Linked DNA regions of Mus musculus: region 1 is linked to region 2. The links are chromatin contacts, called in public promoter capture Hi-C maps. All regions are on one chromosome and are shown on one strand. The core of a region is the stretch at or near the end of the contact, and the rest is flanking DNA. Distances in the headings are between cores, read along the strand shown.

Region 1 (6,878 bases), core at 2,318-4,817, 480 kb after region 2:
CTTAACAGCCGAGCCCCCTCACCAACCCCCATCACTTTGGTTTTTTTTTAAGCTGAATCCTCATTATGAAAATAGTAGAGTGGAAAAAGCTGAGTATTCAAATTTATGAAGACAGTAATATATCGTAGCATCAACTGATAATTTACAGGGTAAATAACAGAACTAATATTCCTCATCTTATAAACTGAAAACTGACAAGCTTCTAGACTAAAACCCCTAAGAAGCAGTTAATGCCTGAAGAAGTTACCTGGTGTGCTCACACGCCTATGTGACAGGAGCCCGGACCTGGAGGTTGTACCCAGCCGTTGACTACGCTCTCCTCAGCGCATGCTCTGTGGTACCTTACTATGCCCCACTACTGCTAACTCACATTCCCCAAGCACACGGTCATCTCCTGCCAGCTCCACGCCCCGCTAGGTACAGCTACCTCGTCCTTGACACCCTTTCCTGTCCTCTGTGAAATCTGGTCCCAGGAAGCCATCCTGCCGTATGGTGCAGAAAGCAGCAAAACATTTCTTACCCTTCTCCTGCCTCTATAGTTAAACGACAAGGGAGTGTCTATGAGGACTCACAAGAGCATCAGTAAAGTACTTCCTTCCAGCGGCCATCTTCCTGAGGCACTGTTCTGAGGCCTAAGGGGTGTTTGTTTGTTTTGTTTTGTTTTTCTTTTTTTCTGTTTTTCTTTTTTCGAGACAGGGTTTCTCTGTGTAGCCCTGGCTGTCCTGGAACTCACTCTGTAGACCAGGCTGGCCTCGAACTCAGAAATCCGCCTGCCTCTGCCTCCCAAGTGCTGGGATTAAAGGCGGGCGCCACCACTGCTTGTTCACCGACATTCACCCGGTCCACAGACATGCATCGGGTGCCCGTGATGTGACAGACGTGGTTCTGGTGTGAATGGAGCAGTGAATCAACCAGTCAAAAATCTCAGCCTTTCTGGTACTTTACAGGATCCAAGCATTTCCTGTAACAAGAAATACTTTGCCTGGCCACCCCATCGTCCTCTCCGGGTTTTAGCCGGCTGCTCCCTGGTTTCTTTTCTCCGCTTTCTTCTCTTGGATAGCAAGAAGTGGAGGTTCTATTTTACAAGGTTTGGGAAATTTTCGGCTAATGTAACACTTGAGAATTCTGTCTAATTGTAAAAGTAATAATAATAATAATAATAAATGTTATATAACTCTTAGTTTACAGTTGAAGACATGGAATAAAAGGTAGAAAAGGATGCTTCCGGGGCCCCACAGCAAACTGGTAATAAAAACAAACCAGTAAGGAATATATAATTTGTTTCTTCATCAATGCCAAAACTATAGTAAAAGGCTCTGAAACTTGAGGTTAAGTTATATAAAATCACATGGGTGATATTAAAATATTAATCAAGTGGAATGAGTCATCCTGAGATAATATGTATTCTGGCAGTAAAATCTTATAAAATTACAACTGTAAAGATATTTACAATGGTAGATTTTCCTGGCTTGCCTAAAATTCAAATAATCTATTGATTTAAAATAATATCCCGTTCTCTGTAATCGCGTGGCTGAATATAAGCATCATAAAGTAGTGTTGAAGGGAGAAGTATTTATCATAAAAGTTAATATGTGTAACTGTGCAAGTATATAATTTATTAATCCACTGTGTACCTAGTAAATACTTTTGAAGCATTTTTAGATAAGTGATACTTGTGTGGGCGTATTAAATACAGATAAAGGGGGAAATTAAGGCATTTCTAACAGATGTTAAGCTTTCCCATAAATAGTTGCTTTCAAATGTGAAGGCACAAAATATCTACATTTGCTTATTTATCATTTTGTCACTCTGTCTCAATAACCTAGCTTAAATAACTTTAAATTAAAATGTATCCAGCAAAAGGAATCATGAAAAGTTTGATTGCTGACTAAACTGTTTCAGTTGAAACTCTAAACTGGGCAAGACTGATGGTGAAAACCCACAGGTGTGATGGGGCGTGTTCTGCAGTTCCCTCTGGCTCGCTGCTTCATCATGCACAGGGGCTGCGGGGAAGATCCTGTCATTCCTCTCTGATCGTTTCCAACATCTCTGTGAGCATGGGTAACTGCAGAACCAGCCTAGCTAAGCAGTGTCTCCACATTCATCTTGTCCTGACTGTTTGTTTGTTTGTTTGTTTTGTTTTGTTTTGTTTTTCGAGACAGGGTTTCTCTGTGTATCCCTGGCTCTCTGTCCTGGAACTCACTCTGTAGACCAGGCTGGCCTCGAACTCAGAAATCCGCCTGCCTCTGCCTCCCGAGTGCTGGGATTAAAGGCGCTGACTTTCTTATCCTATAGAAGTGTTGGAGACAGTAATGTTTTATATCTTTTACACTCATTGTTATGCTTAATGTTCAAGAAGAAATACTGAAATGTGTTTAAGATATTCTCCATGCCTCTCTTGACTATTCTACTGCACTATGGATTTTATAATTATTGATTTGTTTGCCATTTAACAAAGTTTAGTAAGGCATATGCCTGGCACTTTGGATTTATACATATACATTATTTTGTGACAAATCGGCCTTGACAAAATATGCATTCTCCACAAATGATTTTTTAAACAACACCACATATCAAGTTTTCCATATTAATTGAAGCTTTACTATATTATAAAGCTACTAAATCTTGTTTCAAAAATACTCAACTCATTAATCAACTCATTAATAAATATTTAAAATATAATTTTTCTAGTTTCCTAAAATATTCCATTCATGCAAAAACTGATCCATGCTTAACATTCAACATGTTTAACTAATAACATCTCGAGATTCTATAAAAATCCAAAACATGGCAAAACAAAATGTGTAGTTTTCTTTAATTCTTGGGTGGTCCGCTGCAGAAAATTTAGCTGCATATAAAGCTATAAATTACTGCTAAATCAGCTATTTGGTACAAGATAAGTTAATTTACAAAAACTTGTTTTAGTTTGTAGAGAGTCTACATATGAAAGACATTTCCAAGAAACGTCGGAGTAAAGGGGGTTGGAGTCCTATTGAAAACGAAAAAGGTTTCACTCTACGCATATCGTCGGAACACGGTATAGGCAGGGAAAGTGTGGTTCGTAAATCCATATGTTCTTAACTGGATATTCCTTACATACTTTCAGATTTTTACAATGCACCTATGTGTTCAATGCTAACACTGCAGTACAAGCTGTGAAAGAAATGTAAAGCCAGCGCCACCTACTGGAAGGCAGGTGTAGCAACCAGTCAGCTGCTTTCTAATTCTGTTGCAAACTATGCAGAAACTTGTCTCTGTTTTTAAAGTTATCCCTCTTTAAACAAACAAACACACCACTCCTGGCCTGTTAGTGTATATGGCATGTACGAGGCCCCGCATCAAGCCTGAAGAACTGCATGCTCACATGCACACACACACACACACACACGCTCATGCACACACACACATATCACACGTACACATCATACATATCTGTGTTTCTATGTATTCTTCAAAATGTTAGTATAATTAAAAATCTAGGTGAGATGAACTTGTGGAAATGGTGAGCAGAAAAATCAGAACTGTACTAGTGACAGCAACAGAGAACCAAGGGCTACCAAACCCTGGTCCTTTTCACAGTGGTTTCCTGTCTGCCTGAGAACAGGCTCTGAGCTCCTCTCGCAGAGCCCAGGGGTTTTAGAACAAGAACAATAGAAAACGAGAAACTACAAACACATTGTGTCCACAAAACTGTTTGTTTGATTGGTTGATTTGTTTGTTTCCTAGAAGACCATAGGAGGTGGTCCGGATTTTAACAGGCCTATTTTAACAGCACTAACAGAGACTGTGCTGTTCCAGTGGGTAGGCGGGGTGATTTTAAAGTAGATGTAACACCAGTTGCTGCTAATGAACTATTGTCAGTTTTAATTGAAAATGGTGCTTTTTGCTTTACAGAGATGCTGTTGTGTGCATCTGTACTCAATAAAGTACAAACATACTAATTTGCTCCACAGCTGTGACCAGATGAGCCAGAGTTCTTAATTCTCGTAGTAAGTATAAGAACTATGTATGCACCTTCAAACAACTAATAAACCAATGAACTCATACTATTTTAGAGAAAAAGGCAAATAAATTCTAGATGGTACATATGTGTGTGTGCATTTATATGTGTGTATATATATATTTATATATGTGTGTGTATGTATACATATGTGTATATGTGTATATATAGGTGTGTATGTGTATTTGTGTGTGTATATATGTGTGTGTATGTGTATATATATGTATGTATATATGTGAATATGTATATAGTGTGTGTATATATGTGTGTATATGTGTATATGTATACATGTGTGTATGTATATATGTGTGCATATATATTCGTTTAAGAAATACCAACCACCAGACGCTGTGTCACGTTCTAGAGTCGCAAGCCCCTGGTTCACTAGTTCTCCTCTCACAGAGCATGGTCTTTGTATTTCAAACCCCATTTTCGGAATGAGCCCTTGGGAGTTTTCATTTATTCACTAGAACGCTATCTTCCCAAACGACCTAGCAGTCGTGGGCTGGTTTGTTAAACAGGTCGATGAGGTGACTTCAGAGTCTCAACTGCTTCCTGTGTGCATGGTGTGAAGTGTGGCTTATCACTAGAACTAGAACTAGACCTATCTAGACAGCGCCTCTAGTTGGCCAAGAACTACCATGCTATCTGATCTAAGCCACCGCAATACCAAATTTTCCCTAGGATTAAAACTGTGCATCAAATTTTGCTGCACGATCCCTCTTCGGATAGTCCTTTCATCTTGCTTTAGTGACGAGGATTCTGGTGCTCAAGTACTACCTAGCAGACTTTCCTGTAGGTCTGGAGTAATAATTAATACTGACATTTGCGATGTAATTCACCTCCAGCCAGAAATGAAAACTGTAGCTAAGAAGAAAAACAAAGCACGGAATTCCATGATGGAACAGATTATCTAACTTTCCTTCTTCATTTTAAAGAAGAGGAGAAGGAAATCTGGGCAGGCTCACAGACATGTCCAGGGTCACACACAAGCCAAGGACAGAACTGTGGTCAAAGTTTCTGCTCCGGGCCCGGGGTGCTTTATAATACTTACAGGAGCTGTTGTGGGAAATTACCAAGAAATCCTGAGTGAGAAAAATGACCTTTAATGACAAACATGAGTGAACCATAACTCAGATGCACCTAATAAGCTCTTAGTTAAAATTATGCATTATTAAAAAAATAAGGAGAAAGGCAAGCCAGAGCTGGAAAATGATAAATCACTTCTGAGATACAGGCTTCCAGCAGGCCAGCCCATTACGATCAATCTTAGGAGCCTGTTTCAATTATTATTTCCTTTTAGCTCTGGAGTTATTTTGTATTGAATTATTATTCAAAATCAATGTTGAATAATTATTCAAAATTAATTTGCTATTCGATATTGAATTATTATTCAGTACTCAAATTTAATGGGGATAAGGAACCAAAATCTTTTTTGATTTACAGACATTTCTGTCGTAATGGGTTTGGGCCAAGGAACAGGGATTTAAAGCAAGAAATAAAAATTTCATGTTAATTTCCTATGCCTCCCATTTTGCCCTCTTTCCCTCTGTGTACCAAGTCGTAAAGGTTAGGGTTCTCGTCATCACAACGACATTTTTTAAATTTGAAAGTTCAAATAGTTTGTATCACTGTCGCTAAATCTAATAACTTTCTCAGCGTGCCTGCCTCTCAAAGAGTAAAACCCCATTAGAGGCGTAGATAACAAGCTCGCTCACTGCACTTCAAATAAGAATGACCCTTGAAAGTGAGAGAAACCCTAACCAACTCATTTGCCAGTCCAAGGGAAGAAAAAAAAAAAAAGGTTTCTCTGGGTTTTTGTCAATATGGGGTGGTGAGAATGGAAGACACACATATTTACAGAACGTGACGTCTGGTGCTGGACAACATCCAGCATCCACAGGGAATAAAGACATCAAACACAGGCTGGGGAAGGCAAGATGGCTCAGTAGGTAAGGGCACGTGCAGCCAAAGATGGCAACCTGGATTCAATCTCCAGGAACTATGTGGTCGAGAGAACAACACACCCATAAGTTGTCACCTGACTGCCAGAGATGCACAGAAGTAACACACACACACAACATCAGTGTTCAAAAGAGACAACAGACGGAGAGAGGCGATATATCTCAAGCAACATGCATTTGTGGTACTGTTAAAGTAAAAGAAGTTAAATGAAAATTTATTTATGGGGGTTGGAGAGATACCCAAGATATAAGATACAATTTGCTAAACACATGAAACTCAAGAAGAATGAAGACTGAAGTGTGGACACTATGCCCCTCCTTAGAATTGGGAACAAAACACCCATGGAAGGAGTTACAAAGACAAAGTTTGGAGCTGAGATGAAAGGATGGACCATGTAGAGACTGCCATATCCAGGGATCCACCCCATAATCAGCATCCAAACGCTGACACCATTGCATATACTAGCAAGATTTTATCAAAAGGACCCAGATGTAGCTGTCTCTTGTGAGACTATGCCAGGGCCTAGCAAACACAGAAGTGGATGCTCACAGTCAGCTAATGGATGGATCACAGGGCTCCCAATGGAGGAGCTAGAGAAAGTACCCAAGGAGCTAAAGGGATCTGCAACCCTATAGGTGGAACAACATTATGAACTAACCAGTACCCCGGAGCTCTTGACTCTAGCTGCATATGTATCAAAAGATGGCCTAGTCGGCCATCACTGAAAAGAGAGGCCCATTGGACACGCAAACTTTATATGCCCCAGTACAGGGGAACGCCAGGGCCAAAAAGGGGGAGTGGGTGGGTAGGGGAGTGGGGGTGGGTGGGTATGGGGGACTTTTGATATAGCATTGGAAATGTAAAGGAGCTAAATACCTAATAAAAAATGGAAAGAAAAAAAAATTAGATACCT
Region 2 (6,878 bases), core at 2,012-4,511:
TATTAGATAGTAAAACACAGGAGTGTAAATGTGCCGGTGGGCTGCATGGAACAAACCATTCGGTGGCATGCGCTCCAGTAGTTCTCTAATGAGAAGCCAAAACATCAAAGGATAAGAAAGATGCTAACACTAGTAAACAATGTGACCATTATTATAATGAGGAGAAAGGACTGAGCACAGGAAATGGCCACCAGACTCCTGCAATGCTTGTTTTACCCTCTCTGTGACTTTTGAATGCTCAGAAAGCCACCACTGTTGAGAAGCTGTAGCCCGCTTATTTGGCTGTGTGGGGTAGCAGATCGCCCAGAACGCTCACTTATCTAAATCAGGATTGAAAATGCTCATAGCACCTTCTCTTTAGGAGATGTGAGGATTCTCTTCTCTCGGAAGGAGTGCCGTGAACATATAGGTAATTTTAGAAACCATGTGTGAGAGAAGAATTTAGGCAGCTGACAGATACTTTGAAACCATCCAGGAATAACAGTGCAGCTCAGATGGATGTTGGAAAAGAGATACTTAGAAACCATCTCGGAACGAAGAGGCTGCTCAGATGGATGTTAGAAAAGAGGCTGAAGGATGGACGTGGTGGTTGATCCCCAGGGTCAGCTGGACTGGAGCTAGCATCACCAGGGAAACGTACTTCTAGGTGTGTCTGTGAGGGTATCTCCAGAAACCTATAATGGGGAGGAGGAGTACTCTCAAAGTGGGTGGGCACCATTCTCTGGGCTAAGGTCCTTGGCTATTCAGAAGGAGGAAGAGAATAGGAGGACCTCTCCTTCCATCTCTCGGTAGCAGTCAAGACAGTTCTCCTTCATGGGCCCTAAGCTGTTCCTTTCGCTTGAGAACCTGGACCCCCAAAGACAAATTTCTACCGAGAGATCAAGAAACAGTTAAGGAACGAGGCTAATTAACGCAATATTTAATTAGCCGAGCCAAGGGCCAGAGACTCAGACAAAGCTCAGTGTCTTGGATTTGTTAAGCATTTTAGTCTGCTACTGACGGTGTCAATCTTCTCCCATCAGCTAATAGGTCCCACATTCAAAATTGTAGAGGGGATGGAAAACTGTAGATGTTTAATTGGCAATTTGTATGCTAAAAACGCTGTGAGCATTTGGACACACTTGGGGATATATGGAGACCTCCCTGCCCACAAACACGTATATTCATAGACACATAGCTATAAACTCAGTTAGCTCCTGGCTCCCGTTCTTGTAGCCCTTGATAAACAGGGGGGTTATAATCATATAAAAGGTCTTTATAGGAGTGAAACTCTTTCAACATTGGATTGCTTTATATAGTTGGGAGACGGCGGTTTAGGAGGAAATAAAGAAGGAAATTCCAAAACGTGAATGGTATTTAAACCTCTTAAATTTTTTTTTTCCTTCAAAGGAAGAGAAAAAAAAAAAAAAAAAGAACAAAATTATGTTTTCCTATCCAGCGCAACGGTATGCAGAAGGACCATGGGCAAAACAGTAACTTTGCAAAGAATAAATAGAAGAACTCAGTGCCTCTCACCCCTTTCATGGAACATGTGGGTAAAAAAAAAAAAAAAAAAAAAGGAAAATGCAGTAACTATAAAACAACCTTTCTTTGATGCTGAACAAAAAGCAAGCTTGAAAATTTTAGGGCTACTGTGCAAGTGAGTGAAAAATACAGATGTCTTTCCCTCCAGTGCAGCTCCAGTCTGCCATCTTAGCGGCCCCATGCCTAACTCTGTATGCAGATGGTAAATATCCAAACACCCAGTTAACAGCAAAGCTCAGCAGTAAACCTTAAAAAATATACCTTTTCCCTTCTTTTTTTTTTCAAAGTCTCAAATAATTAGGGCGCTCCCTTGTTCAATATCATCATTCTCGCCCTCCCCAAGTTACAAAATTCAAGGTGATACATAAGAAAACTTAGGTCATCTTTGTAAAAAATTAAGATACTGATTATTCAAAATATAGAACTTTGATGGCGTCTTCATTTTCCAAAGTCAGTTTCTAATGTTGATTCCCCCAAAGGATCAGAAGCAATATATTAAGGAAATACCACCTAATACTTGGAGCTTGCCCAGGAGATTTGCATTTCCACGTTTCATTATTTGAAAGGAGGAAATGGCAGGCGGCTTAGCTATTCCAAGGCACAGAGTCCCAGTGGCTGCAAAGGAGCTGGCAGGAGACACAGTCAGGGTCCCTTTGGGGGCTGAGTGTCACAGATGTTGTAATTTCAGTGGGCAAAGGCAGAGTGCTTATATGAGCTCTGGTTCCCCCAAGTTCTCCACTGCCCCCGTTAGAGCTGGAAGTGAGCCAGCCCTGCAGAGGGCAGGTGTGGGCACATTTTTCAGTCTTTTGTAGACAGTCCCGGAAGGACAGAGGTGGTAGTCTTGGCCATGCGCTTTGACTTAACTCCAAGAGTGAAGAGGAACAAATTGGAGAACGCCCGCCTGTCTAGAGGTCAGTAGACCCCTTTCAGAGTTTTATTTACAAACCAAATAGGAGTGAAGATAGATTACTTCCTACTGTCCAGCCACAGGAAAGAAGCGTTTGTGCAGACATTAAGACGTACATCAGAGGACAAAGGAGTTCCTGGAGGCGCCTTTGTCTTAGAAGCATTCAACTAGGTCAGGACTCACAATACCTTGGGCTCTGAAAATGGTCTCTGCCAGTTTAGCTTCTCTGAACTGTCACACACACACACACACGCACGCACACACACACACACACACACACACACACACACACACACACACACGTCCACCTTTCGAGATTTCCTTCCACCTATGGGCCTTACTTACTGTCACAGAACAATTTCTGTTTCCTACCAAACGCCATACACTTTTGTGCCTGCTGCGACATCCTGACACTTTACAGAAGTTCATTTAATGGATCAGTGACTTACTCGGGCAAGGGCAGACAGCCAGTTTTGCTGCCGGTTCAGTGACTTGACTGAATAGTCTCCTTAAAGTCAACTTTCAGCTGAGCTTTGTATAAAGTGGACTCGAAACAGGTATTCCCCAAAGTGCTCGACAGAAATGACTTGAAATACCTCGAAGATTGCTTTCCCAGGGTGGATTAGCTATTTCAGTACACATCCTTTTAGAAAGATCTAACTGAAATCGATTTTGTTTTTGTGAAAAGGGAAAAAAGAGGAGAGGAGAGGAGAGGAGAGGAGAGGAGAGGAGAGGAGAGGAGAGGAGAGGAGAGGGGAGGAGAGGAGGAGAGGAGGAGAGGAGGAGAGGAGGAGAGGAGAGGAGAGGAGAGGAGAGGAGAGGAGAGGAGAGGAGAGGAGAGGAGAGGAGAGAAGAGAAGAGAAGAGAAGAGAAGAGAAAAGAGAAGAGAAGAGAAGAGAAGAGAAGAGAAGAGAAGAGACGAGAAGATCAAACCAAGGTGAGTCTTTAAATTTAGCAGCATCTTCCCAGGATCTGAGAGGAGGTAGGAGAAGGAAAAGAATATGATCAAAATGCACAGCATCAAACATTTTTCTCATTCAAAACAATGACCAGTGTCTTCCATTCGTCTTCAGATGTGAAGCTCTGTGGTCAGTGAGCTCTGAGAAAGAACAACAATCATCACTGCTTTCCATAGCCAGTGTGTGGCGGGCACCACACCTCCACAGGGAAGACGGGAGACCTGAGGTGGCCTTGTCAGAGTCCCTCACAGGGCCCCCTGCCCCGACTATGGACACAGGAAATGGTTCCAAGAGCAGAGAAGTGTAGCCCTTGTGGGCTCAGTGTCCAAGACTATACAAAAACTCGGGTAGGTCCCTGAATGTCTTGATTTAGGTTCTACAAGTTTGCTGTGCACGGTCCAAGTTTAAATTTTTAAAAATTCAGAAAATGAAAAAGCTTAAAGTAAAGGAGGGGCTGGGTTGTTTGCTTGGAAGGTCAGAATGTTTGTGAGTGTGACCTGTTGGGAAGGGAGGGAGGGAGGGAGGGATAGAGAGAGGGACAGAGGGAGAGAGCAAGAGGGAAAGAGAGAGCAGAACTGAGAGGGAAAGAGAGAGTGCTGGAAGGGGGGAGAAAAAGAGAATGGGGTCAGGGAGGAAGAGGAGGATATAAATGAATGGAACCCAGTGAGTTCTAGGGTCTAAGTGCAGAATCAGAAGACATTTGCACTGATCTAGTAAAGACATTTGGAAAGCCCACATCACAAGGAAAAAATCCCAGCTTCTAACTCATTTTCTGCTCCCAAGTCTCTCGGAAGCATTAAGCAAATCTCTTAAGTTCTCTGATTTACACTTCTCCCGTGCAAATGTGCAAATGGAGATCACTTTCAAATTCTGCCAAGTACAGCTTTTTGTTTTTTAATTACCAAATCTCTCTCTTACCTGGCCACTTCAAAGGGCTGGTTGTTTTCAGTGTGCTTTATATACTGAGCAGCAAAGCAGGAGTCATAAGGTATACAAGCTGTTTGGGGAACACCCCATGTCCATACAAAATCATGGCCCTTTTAAGGGCCTTAGATGGTACCTCACCAGACAACATTTTGAGAAACTGTCATGTCCCCCCTCCACCCACCATGGGAACCACATTCAGTTCCTCAAAGTATGGTACCTGGTAACCATCTTGAAGTGAGGAAAGAGGAAGCCATTTGTAAAAAGTAAATTTTTTTAAATTTAAAAAAAATTTTTTTTCTTTTTAGGTCTGGATGAGAAAGGCCAGTTCAAAACCTGTGTGCTATGTGCTTCTTTTAAAATTAGTGACAGAACTCAAACGTGCTGAAAGAGAGCCACAGAGCAGCGCAGTTACTCCTGTAAGAGAAAGGAACCCTGGTGATGCTCACTCAGAAACTGCCATGACACACCTTGTTCACATTGCAGTCAAGCAGCAATATTAACCACAGTTAACAGTGGCCAGCGGTGACCACAGCAAGGGCTAGAGGCAAGAAGACCTTTGTTTTCTTTCTCCTGGCGCTGCAGCTAGTGGTCCCCCAAAAGCCCTTCCTTTGTGATCTTTGTAGTAAATAAGACTATAAACCAGCGTCCGAGCTGATTGAAGGTGGGTTTAAAGGGCAAGAGAAAATGGTGGTTGTTTAATGATTAAACAGACACTTATTACTGAACATTTCGGTCGCTATCTTTTAAAGTTTTAAGTCACTGCCCGTACGGAACGTGCCAACTGTGGGCAGATGGGAAAAAAAGAAAGAAGGGAAAGAACCCGTTCACCTTGTGGCACACACGGAGGTAAACGGGTGCTGCCGCCTTAAATCTCAAGGGTGAGCCCCGCTCTCCCGAGCCTCGAGCCTCGGAGGAGCCCTCCACTTCTCTCCCTACCTCCCAGGAATTGATTCTACAAAGTTAAACACGCAATTTGTAAAGCTATTGAGAAGTAAACTTGTCCGCAGTAACTGGAGGAGTTGCCAAAGGCTGATAAATCTTCAACCCAGAGGAGGAAACCCCATGCTGCTCGGAAAACAAACGGCGCCCTGGCTGCAGGCCGCCCCTGTGGCTGCAAGCAGCCCTGTTGTTCCCCTTTGCTTGGGAATTCTAGGGGCGAAAATTCACACTTAAAAAATTCAGCACTTCCTTAATAAACAGCGTGATTTAGTGGAGATGCTGATGGTCCTGGGTTAGCATCCCTGAGAACGGAGAAATTATTTTGGGCTGAGCAAGTGCTTAATGAGAATAGAGGCTGTGTTGCTCAGAGTTGATCATATATTATCCTCTGTAATTTCTTCCCAAAATAGACTTAATGGAAAGAGGATGCATAATATCCCCCTTCTCTAAGGAAGCGCCTCCCCACCCCCCACCCCCACCCCCTACAACAGTCTTTCTAAAAACAGCTTTATGGGCCTTCAGTCAATAATAGCTCTGTTTCAGCCCCTCTCACATCTTACTTCCGCCATGCAGGAACTCATGTGGCGACAGACACATTCACCTCCAGGTGGCACAGAGCTGAAAACGCCCAGGGTCTGCAGCTCATGGCCTCCTGCAAAAATCTACCGGATGCCACATGCCTCGATCTTCACCTGAGCACTTTATAGTGGTTTGCATTTAACTTCTCTTCACTCCACAAGGATAAAGAGTGAAGAACTGTGTGCCAGCCTAGGATTGATCTCCTTTCAGGGAGCAATCGCTAAATGCCCCTACTGGGTCTGATGCTCAGACCCAAAAGGCAGATAAGAACATAGGCACAGAGTGGGAACTCTGGCGTCCAGACTGCTTCAACTCAGTCTCAGCCACGCAGGTGAGATTGGGGTCGGGTGACTTTCCCAAGGACTTGGAAATGAACTGTTCTAGGGGGTCCTGTGTGTGTTTCCCTCAGTGTAGTTCCGAAACCACCAGTAGGGCATTTTCTCCAGCTGCTCAGATCTAACAGCATCCTGAAGGCGGATCCAGTCCCGGTGATGAGTTGTGATGACTTGTGTAGGAATGTTTTGCAACTTTGTAGACACATTCTAAGTACAAGGTATAACCTGCTGGTAGTTAGACTCCAAAGCAAGGTGGCAAAGGCTATCACTTAGAACACACCGCTGCGTTTATATCAGAAACTGCAGGAAAATGTACCTTTGAGCAGTAACATAATTAATTAAAAGAGTTAGAAGTTTTTTTCAAAGGATTTTTAAAACTTCACCTTTGGGATTAGGCGCCCTGGGAAGACCAGGGTTTAATAAAAGACAGTGGGCGGAAACTTTCAAGGAGAGCCTTCGAGGAAGCTTCTGGACGTTCTCAGCGGCCAAAGATAAATGACATTCTTTCTTTCTTCTGTTAAATTTTTACCTCAAAACACATGGTTTCTCCCTTCTCTGATACGTTTATTGCCAGGGCCACTCTAGAAATCACACAGGATGGTGGGAAAGTCACAGAGTGGGGGGAGAGACCTGTGCCCAGAGACCTGGAGAAAGTTGAAAAAGAGGAAAGCAGAAAACACACTTGTAGGGAGTGAAAAAAAAAAAATC

What was found. Promoter capture Hi-C pulls out the DNA fragments that hold promoters and counts their contacts.
Region 1: a contact with region 2 is called in a promoter capture Hi-C map of the HPC-7 cell line, with 6 times the contacts expected there. The contact joins the enhancer-like site here to the promoter of 9230105E05Rik in region 2. A contact is called at or near these places in 21 of 39 promoter capture datasets (the 3T3-L1 cell line, 3T3-L1-derived adipocytes, the C10 cell line and 14 more), 2 of 15 datasets of contacts at CTCF or cohesin (the NIH/3T3 cell line and stem cell-derived epiblast-like cells), 1 of 484 Hi-C or Micro-C datasets (hemogenic endothelial cells), 14 of 115 datasets of contacts at active chromatin or transcription factors (acute myeloid leukemia, astrocytes, bone marrow-derived macrophages and 9 more) and 1 of 9 other capture datasets (embryonic stem cells).

The regions. Positions count from the first base shown.
Region 1 is chr10:120,861,469-120,868,346 of GRCm38.p6, forward strand. All of the region lies in intron 2 of Msrb3 (methionine sulfoxide reductase B3), which reads right to left. It overlaps Gm15910 (predicted gene 15910), which reads left to right. Exons shown (of 3, transcript NR_038023.1): 3 at 1-1,860. Among named protein-coding and RNA genes, the nearest start is that of Gm15910, 7.3 kb to the left of the region's middle. Within about 2 kb of position 3,568, at least 11 of the 459 cell types and tissues checked have an H3K27ac peak or open chromatin away from gene starts, as enhancers often do. A contact at or near this core is called in the HPC-7 cell line, bone marrow-derived macrophages and embryonic limb bud, where this site is marked.
Region 2 is chr10:120,386,262-120,393,139 of GRCm38.p6, forward strand. 9230105E05Rik (RIKEN cDNA 9230105E05 gene) reads left to right here and starts at 3,262. Exons shown (of 3, transcript NR_040626.1): 1 at 3,262-3,368; 2 at 3,505-3,737; 3 at 4,623-6,532. The region is part of intron 3 of Hmga2 (high mobility group AT-hook 2); the gene reads right to left. 1700006J14Rik (a long non-coding RNA gene) reads left to right here. Exons shown (of 7, transcript XR_003948966.1): 7 at 476-647.